Regions from separate parts of the Pan troglodytes genome. Here regions 1 and 3 are each linked to region 2. The links are chromatin contacts, called in public Hi-C maps. All regions are on one chromosome and are shown on one strand. The core of a region is the stretch at or near the end of the contact, and the rest is flanking DNA. Distances in the headings are between cores, read along the strand shown.

What was found. Hi-C and Micro-C count contacts between places; a contact is called where the count stands out from the background.
Region 1: a Hi-C map of induced pluripotent stem cells shows a contact between it and region 2, with 6 times the contacts expected there. The contact joins the promoter of IRX3 here to the promoter of IRX5 in region 2. A contact is called at or near these places in 4 of 7 Hi-C or Micro-C datasets (blood, induced pluripotent stem cells and stem cell-derived neural progenitor cells), 1 of 1 datasets of contacts at active chromatin or transcription factors (stem cell-derived excitatory neurons) and 1 of 1 other capture datasets (stem cell-derived neural stem cells).
Region 3: a contact with region 2 is called in a Hi-C map of induced pluripotent stem cells, with 2.3 times the contacts expected there. The contact joins the enhancer-like site here to the promoter of IRX5 in region 2. A contact is called at or near these places in 1 of 7 Hi-C or Micro-C datasets (induced pluripotent stem cells) and 1 of 1 datasets of contacts at active chromatin or transcription factors (stem cell-derived excitatory neurons).

The regions. Positions count from the first base shown.
Region 1 is chr18:52,233,078-52,235,887 of NHGRI_mPanTro3-v2.0_pri, forward strand. IRX3 (iroquois homeobox 3) reads right to left here and starts at 1,273. Exons shown (of 4, transcript XM_016929854.3): 1 at 281-1,273; 2 at 1-110. The coding sequence starts at 547.
Region 2 is chr18:52,881,364-52,884,124 of NHGRI_mPanTro3-v2.0_pri, forward strand. It overlaps IRX5 (iroquois homeobox 5), which reads left to right and starts at 1,456. Exons shown (of 3, transcript XM_510970.7): 1 at 1,456-2,232. The coding sequence starts at 1,984.
Region 3 is chr18:52,139,456-52,142,191 of NHGRI_mPanTro3-v2.0_pri, forward strand. No RefSeq gene overlaps it. Among named protein-coding and RNA genes, the nearest start is that of IRX3, 94 kb to the right of the region's middle. Within about 2 kb of position 1,421, at least 9 of the 24 cell types and tissues checked have an H3K27ac peak or open chromatin away from gene starts, as enhancers often do. A contact at or near this core is called in induced pluripotent stem cells, where this site is marked.

The sequences.
Region 1 (2,810 bases), core at 23-2,522, 650 kb before region 2:
CCGAACTGGTACTGGCCATACGGGTAGAAGGCGGGGTGCGGGTGCGGAAACGCGGCAGCCGCGGCCGGATGCTGCACCCCGGGGCTGTCCTTCAGCTCATACTGCGCGCCCTGTACGCACATGGAGAAGGAAGGAACACGCGCGGAGGGAGCGCGGGTGAGCCCCAGCCGTCGCTGCCTCCCCCCTCCTGGCCTGCACCCCTCTAGTCCGGCCCCCGCGCGCTCAGCTCGCCCTGCGCCCCAGCGCCAACCCCTCCTTCCCTGGCTCCGCGGGCTCTTACCAGCTGCGGGAAGATGGGCAGCTCCGCGGCGTAGGGCAGGAAGGCGCCGTAGCCTTGGGCGGCGGCGGCCGCAGCGGCCGCGGCGTAGGGCGCCCCGTACACGGACGAGAGCACGTTGGACAGGGACCCCGAGGCGGCCAGCTCCGAGGCTCCGGCACCCGGGCCGCCCCGGGCCCCCGCGCTGCCGCCGCTGCCGCCAGCGGCCCCCGGGCGCTCGGACGGGTAAAGCGGGCGGATGTATTGGTATCCCAGCTGGGGGAAGGACATGGTGGCCCGCGGGGCACCGACGGAGAGGGGGCCCGACCCCCGGGCCGCCCAGCTCAGCGCCGCCCGCGGGCTCCGGCGCGCATCGGGGGCTGGGCCGGGCTTGGGGCCGCGCTGCCGCCCGCGCTGCGCTGTGCTCCGCGTTCGCCTATTGATCTGCTCCGCGGCGGCGACGGCGGCGGCGAGGAGCCAGGTCAGGTCCGAACAGATTGGCGGAGATTCCCGGGGCTCCGGGCTCTGATTGACATTTCTACTGAGCGCAAGCCCCTCCTCTCTGCGCCGCGCTCCCTCCTCTCGGCCGCGGGAGCTGCCTCTGCCCGCTCCTCGCTCCTCACTGCCCTCCTCTCCCCAGCAGTGTCGCGCCTCGCTTCCTTCGCCCTCCTCTAGTTTTCACTCCCCCTCCTCGCCCTTCCTCTCCCCTCCCCTCTCCGCACTCCTCTTCCCCCCAGGATCGCTTCCGCTCCTTCGGGCTCCTGCACTGCCCTGGACGCTATGAAACTCTCCTTTCTCCTCTCCCCTTCTCTTTCCCTTTCTCAGGAGGGCTTTTGCTCTCCGGTCCGTTCCCTTCACTTCTTCCTTTCTCACTACTTCTATTTTTTAAATCTCTCTCTTTACTCACACGATACTCCCCCCAACCTTTCCAGCCTCTGCGCCCTGGGCTAAGTAAGGCAGCCAAAAGTTGTGGACACTTAGGGTGCCGCGCGGGGGGTGTGTGTCCGTGTCTGTCTGTCCATCCCCGCCCTTCCACCCCCTCCCTCGCCTTTCCCCAAATCTCGGGTCTGACGTCGCGCCCTCTTATTCGACTTTTCCCCGCGTCTCTTCCCCGAGTCGCCAATCGCCTGGGCGCCTTACGGGCGAGGCCGCCCACCCCCGCGGATCCCGCGCGCGGGGCGGGGCGGGGCAGGGGCGGGAGCCGGAGCGCCGCGAGTCCCTGCCCGCCCCCTCCTGCTCGCGCCGGGCGGGGGAGCGAGAGGCGCGGGGACTGGGTGAGTGCAGGGTCAGCTCGCCCCTCCCGCCTCCCGCCCCTCCGAGCCTGTCCCCAGGCTGAGGCGCGGGACCTGGGCCGAGGCTGGCTCCGGGAGCTCCCCTGTGCCCGGGCCCCTTTTACAGCTCGCACCTCTCGACTCCCGGCCACTTTCAGCAGCTTAGGGAGGGAGCTAGCAGCCGGCGTGGGGGTGGGGAGCGAGGGAGTGCGTCCTAACAGAGTCTTCAGAGGCCACCTCGGTGCCCTGCGGGGGCGAGGCAGCCCCCAACCCAGCAGGACCAAACCCAGAGATTAGCCACTTAACGCCGCCCCCGGGTCCGTGTGCGAATCCCTTACTAAAAATGGCGGGCTGGCTCCGGGGGCTGAAGGGTGGCAGCCCGGGGGCGCTGGAAGGGTAGGGAGCCGCCACAAATCGGTGAAGCAGGCCCGCGCCCCAGGCGGCTGGGAATGGGGGAGGAGCAGGGCGCCGGGGGACAGAGGCCCTAGGAACTTTTGAAGAGCTCTTCGAGAAGTTTCTGTATTGGCGTTTTCGTCTGTGGAGATCCTTCCTTGCGCGACCCCTACCCCTTCTCCTGGTCCCGGCGCTAACCTCTTTTCTCTCTGCAAGGATCCTCCCACCGCCTCCGGTGGGTATGGAAAGCAAGAGTTTTGGTTTAATGATGGGATATTTCCTAAATCAAACTTGAAATCTCAGGATCGGGCGCCCACCTTCACGGATTAGGGCGTGCAGTCGATAGCGGCATTGAAATTCCCAGCATTGCCGCGGCTGGGGGCTCAGAGCTTTAGGCCGCGGCGGCGACCCACAAGCCGGCCAGGCCTGCAGTGAGCACGCCCCGGAGACAAAACGGGGGTGGTGACTCTGCGGTGGAGTGGCCAGCCCCAGCTCGGAGGCGGAAACCGTCACCTTGCATGGATGGATCCAGGAATCGAATTCGAATTCCACCAGAGTGGCGGGATCAGAGGAGATCAGAGGGTCTTGGCCCCGGCTGTCTCTGATCACAGCTCTGGGGAGCCCAGCTCTGGAATGAAAAATTCTTCCACCTCCACGGCAGACACCCAGTTTTGATCCCACCCCCACCGCCCACCTCCCACTTCCCACCTCCCACCTCTTTCCGTGGGTCTTGGCACAAGCCCACGGCCCTAGTAGGTGTGAACGCCAAAAACCTTGCGCGGGCGGGATGGGGGCGGGGAGGAAACAAGGGAAAGTTTTGGGAGGACCAGGTTTTGGGGGCAATGAGGGAAAGTGGGGTATTCCCAGACTGCATCTGAGTAGTTTCCCTA
Region 2 (2,761 bases), core at 206-2,705:
ACTCGGAGGAAAGCGGGGTTACGTCACCAGGGGGCGGAGCCCAGGGAGGCCAGCGCCCAATCATAGGTGAAGGAGGTGTCAGGCACTGGGCTGGGCGGACCCAGGGGCTCTCGGAGAATGTAGTCTGAACCGCTCAGGCCTCTTGGTGGGCGGTGTCTGGGGGAGGGGAGGAGACGGAGGGGAGGAGCCAACGCGCGTGCACGAGAGCGCAGCACCGAGCGGTTGCCGGTGCGGCGGTGGGTTAGTGTGAGCTCGCGAAATAAAGTACATCTCGCCCGTCAAAGTCAATGCGAGAAACTTTGTATATAGTTATGCTTCGGCTTGCGTGTGGCCCCATTATGCGAAGTTCCCGATATCCCGAGCTTCCGCGGCGTGCCCAAACCTGTGCCATCTTCTGTCCTGGTTCACCAGCGCCCCTGTCTGTCCCAGAGTTCGAGTGCGTCCGTGGCTTGTGGTGGCGGGAGGTGGAGAGAAGAGGAGAGGGTCTGTTTTGTATTCTAACTGTGTGGCCGTCGTGGGCAAGGGCTCTGCCTCTGACTCAGTTGTGTGTGTTTGCCTCGCCAGCGCCTCGCTGAACAAACAGTGGTTGGGTTGGGCACTGCTCTGCCCAGTGTTTGCAGTGGAGCGTGGGCGGATGCGAGAGTGCGTGCGAAGGGGAAGGCGACGTAGTTAAACAAAAGGGAAGGGGACCCGCACCCTCCACCACCACCGACTCGGCGGTGCGAGCTGCGTGCGGTGGGAAAACCGGGAGAAAGAGGCTGCGAGGCGTGGGAGTGGAGCTGGGGACGGTCCCGAGACCTCCTCGGGTGTAGCTGATTCTCTGTCTGGCAGTTCTTGCCCACCACCCCTACTCTAGAAAAAGGCTACCCCGGTAGTTCCAGGCACCAGTGTCTTCTCCCTCGCCGTCCGGCGGGGGGTCGGTAGAAGGAAGGCGAGGCGGAGACGTGCAGACCTCATGAGGCCTGTCTCTCGCCCACCTGCTGCTGCCGGCGCAGAGGGGCAGTCATCCCGGACTTCCTGCGCCCTGGGCGCGGGCCATCCATCGGCTCTCCCAGAGACTTTCATTCCGGATCTCCAGCTGGCTCTCCGGGCCCCCTGGCTTGGGGAAGACGCCAGAGGGGGGTGGGCAACGAATGGCCTCGGAGCCCAGTCTGCCGGAGAACAAGAAATCCGCTAAGTCCGCGACCTACTGTGGCTAGGAGAGCGCAGAGCGTTCGCCGGCGCACAGCCCGCGGCCTTGTTCCCTTTGTGCTTCGGGGCGGCGGGACTGCCACTCCGCCCCGAGTTAGCAGAAGAGGAAAGTTGGAAGAGATCGGCGCTCCTGGGATGTGATTGTCATCCTGGGGCCGGCGCTCGAGAGTCTGAGAGAAAGCGAGAGAGAGGGAGAGACCGGGGAGGGGAAAAGGGGAGGCAAAGAGGAGGGGTGAGAGGGGGGGCCGCGGAGGGGAGGCGGGCGCTAGGGAGGGGCGAGAGGAGCGCCAGCGAGCGGGAGAGGGAGCCGAGGAGGAAGAGGGAGAGGGCGAGGCGCGCCTGGCGGCCGGGTTGGCTGCGGCCGCCCAGAAGCTCCTGCCAGTCCTCCCACCGACTACACCCCGGGAAGGAGGAGCTTCGGGCGCGCACAAGGCGTCAGAATCCTCAATTTCCAACTTAGCATCTTGGCAGGACCTTTGCAAAGGCAAAAGCAGAGCCCCCCAGTGCAAAGAGCGAGGGGAAAAAAGAGAAAGCAGCAAGGGAGGGGAGGGGAGGGGAAAAAAAGCCCAGCTGGGGCGAGCGAGGCGCGCAGAGGAGCGGGCGCGGCGGTCGCAGCCGGAGGCGCGCGGGAAGCCAGCGAGGAGGCGCCGCGGGCCGGAGCCCCGGATCCGGGGCCAGAGGAGCGGCTGCCCAGGGCAGCCAGAGGCCAGGTGCCCGCCCGCTCGCCCTCGCAGGGCGCCGCCCGGCTCGTTGGCGGCCGCGGCGCGGCGCGCCCCATGCCCGTGTGTGGCCATGTCCTATCCGCAGGGCTACTTGTACCAGCCGTCCGCCTCGCTGGCGCTCTACTCGTGCCCGGCGTACAGCACCAGCGTCATTTCGGGGCCCCGCACGGATGAGCTCGGCCGCTCTTCTTCGGGCTCCGCGTTCTCGCCCTACGCTGGCTCGACTGCCTTCACGGCGCCCTCGCCGGGCTACAACTCGCACCTCCAGTACGGCGCCGACCCCGCGGCCGCCGCCGCCGCCGCCTTCTCCTCGTACGTGGTAAGTGAGCGGGATCCGCGGCGGGCGAGGGGCAGCAGGGGCCGGGCGGGAGGACGGGGGCGGAGGGGGACACGGGCCTAGGCGCCAACACCGACCTCCCCCGCCAAGCTTCGCGGCCCCTTCAAACTTGGGCGATTGTCTCCGCCAGCTTCGCCCAGGCCTTGGACTCAAGAGTTGCTCGGAAAAGAGAGCCGCGTCTTGCTCGGATCGCTGAGCTGGCGGGAAGGGGTTCTGTGGGGAGAGATAGCTGCAATTAAAGAGCAGCATTTGGTGTAAACGTAAGCTCCGGGCTGCCCTGCAAATTTTATATTTTTGGTTTTGCCATTTTGGAAAAGTAGTTCAAAAGAAATAGACTCGAAATTTGAGCAGAAGCGTGCTAAGTCTATGTAAATGTGTTTGGCCTAGCCTTTAATTAGTCCTCCAAAATGTTGCAAATCCGTAATCCTATCTTCGCAATCCGATTTGGGAGTATTAAATTTCTGAAAAGTCGGTCGAGCTGCGGTGCATCCGGGATTTTTCGGCCGGGTTG
Region 3 (2,736 bases), core at 171-2,670, 740 kb before region 2:
AAATGCATGGGTCATTAGTACCTGAACTTTAAGCTTAAGGAATATTTCATTCTAGCAAGGAGTAGAGGAAGCTCACAGAATAATTTCTACATGCTGACACTCCTGATACTGTACTCTACACTTCTTTAACTCATGGTTTCTCACCCTGGGCTGCCAACTGCCTCACACAGATGTGGCTGTGCTCTCTGGCTGAAGGAAACCTTCAAGGGCCAGAGGAAGGCATCCATGGAGAAAGGATAACATATAATGCTGGATAGAGATCGGATAGCAAAGAAATTCCTTTCTTTTCCAGAACTGCAGGTGCATTCCTGCCAGGATCCGTTAGTCTGCCTGCCTGGCTGGCCCCTGTCACTGGCTGGCCCATGAGCTCCTTGGGGGTAGGGGCTGAGCCTCATTTTCTTTATGACTCCAGACCCTGCTGTGTTGTTTAATCTTGGGTGGTATATGACCGTGGACTCAACCAGACCCTGGTGATGGACCCTGGTTTCCAATTGTTTTGCTGTTATGAAGAATGCTGCTAAGAACGTCCACTGAAAAGTTTTGTGTAGTGTATCCATAGTGTAAAATCCTGTCAATAGACATCTACATAGGGTGCCCTAGTTCTTCACTTTCTGAATTTGAGGAGATACCCCTTAGGGCAGGAGACGCAGGAGTCGTAAGGGGAGGGCAGCAGGAAGATAGACACCTCCTCCAGAGGAGGACAATCGTGCCCTGAGGCAGGGGGATGGCAGAGAGGCTTCCTGGAGTTCCTTCCTCATTGCCAGTGGGTCTCGTTTTAAGTAAACAAAGGCTGTTGGGAGAGGGTGGAGCCAGGTGGAGGGGCCCATGCGGCTTGGGCAAGACTGCCAGCCGCACGCCATTGCCAATCCTGGCTCTAGGGGGTGTGCGGTGGATGCCAGCCTTCAGCCCTCCTCTTGGTCCTCTGCTTCCGGCCTTTCCCTCTGCAGTGCCCCGAGCGGCCTGATGGTGTCACCAGAGCGCACTTCTTCCTGGAAGCGGCCTGGGCCCTAGAGAAGCGGCCACGGAAGACGTGGACCGGGCGCCCATGGCACCTGGAAAGGAATCGGAGGCAAGGACACAACGGGGGTGTTCTGAGCCGAGAACACAGGAAGGAGTTCCGGCCCAGGGTCATGAGACGTCCTTGTCCCCTTTTTTCTCTGTTGGGTTGAGTTTTGAGAAGCCATTCATTGTCAGGAGGGAGTAACATGAGACTCTGAGGCCAAATGTGTAACAATTTGCGGCTGAGTGTTCTCTCTCCCCACTCCCTCCCTCCTACTCTGCCTGTGCTCACGCCCCTTTCAGAATGTGCCTTTGGCCCAGCGATCTGGCCTTCCCAGTCTTCTGGGTGCTGCTGGGCACTGCTGGAGGAATAGGAAGAGGACTTGGGCAGGCGCCAGCCCCATGCAGTATGCGCGAATGTGACTCTAAGGCACACAGCATGTGCCCCCGACAGCCCAGACGGGTGTGGGCAGCCCCGGGCCACACGGGCCATGGCGGAGAGTTGCTGCCCCTCCCTACCCAGCAATTAAGCCGAGGCTGTGACAGCGACGTGGGCCGGGTGCTGTCTGGGGTTTTCTTCCCGGGCCGGTTGTGTGTCCAGGCCCCCGGGGAATCTGGGATAAGACACTGGGGGCGCTGCCGTGGGAAAGGCCAAGGGACACCGTCTGGACGGGTTCCCCGAGACCACGTGCTCTAAGCCCCGAGTCTGATCCCAGGCAGGGTGCCCCGCCTCTCCCAGCTCCGTCTGTGCTCCCCACGGGACCTGCTGTCTCCAGCAGACCTGGAGGTGAGCCCAGCCCCTGGCCGCGGAACTGGGAGAGAAAGGCCTTCCTGGGGCCTGGGAGGAGCTTTGCGAGTCAAAGCCTCTGCACAGGCGCTGGCCTCCTTCCGCTGTCTTTGTGTGGCTCCGATGGGAATGGTGTCCTGGGAGAGCTGCGAGTGCGAGTGTGTTTTCAGACGGAATGACAAGGAGGAGAAGGAAGAATGGGAGAAGGAGGAGGGAGAAGAAGAGGGACCGGAAACAAAAGGGAGGAAGGGGCAGCTTTGGGCAGCGTGGGCGTAGGCATAGGAAATGCAGCCCCATGCAAGATGACCTTCTGGAAACCATACTACACAGTGTAAAAACGCCTCAGCGCAATGGCAATGGGTAGGAAAGAGCGATCCCTGGGGCAGGCCACAGGGAGGCCTGCTGGGGTCTCAGTGGCCAGAGCTCAGCTGGAGACACCCTGCCTGAGAAGCCAGGCCTCTCCGTCTGGCAAGGGAAGAAGAAAAGACTCTCCATCGGCCGGGTGCGGTGGCTCAAGCCTGTAATCCCAGCACTTTGGGAGGCCAAGGCGGGCAGATCACAAGGTCAGGAGATCGAGACCATCCTGGCTAACACGGTGAAACCCCGTCTCTACTAAAAATATAAAAATTAGCTGGACGTGGCTGCGTACACCTGTAGTCCCAGCTGCTGGGGAGGCTGAGGCAGGAGAATGGCGTGAACCTGGGAGGCGGAGCTTGCAGTGAGCCGAAATAGCGCCACTGCACTCCAGACTGGGCGACAGAGCGAGACTCCGTCTCAAAAAAAAAAAAAAAAAGAAAAAAAAGAAAAGACTCTCCATGATGGTCGTGCGGGCAGAAACATTTGCAGCACGTGCAATCCCTAACCCGCACTGATCTGCCCTGTCTACACCAGGCTCCCCATCCACCCTTACAGCTCACCCAGAGATGTGGGACAGGCGACAGGGCAGCCAG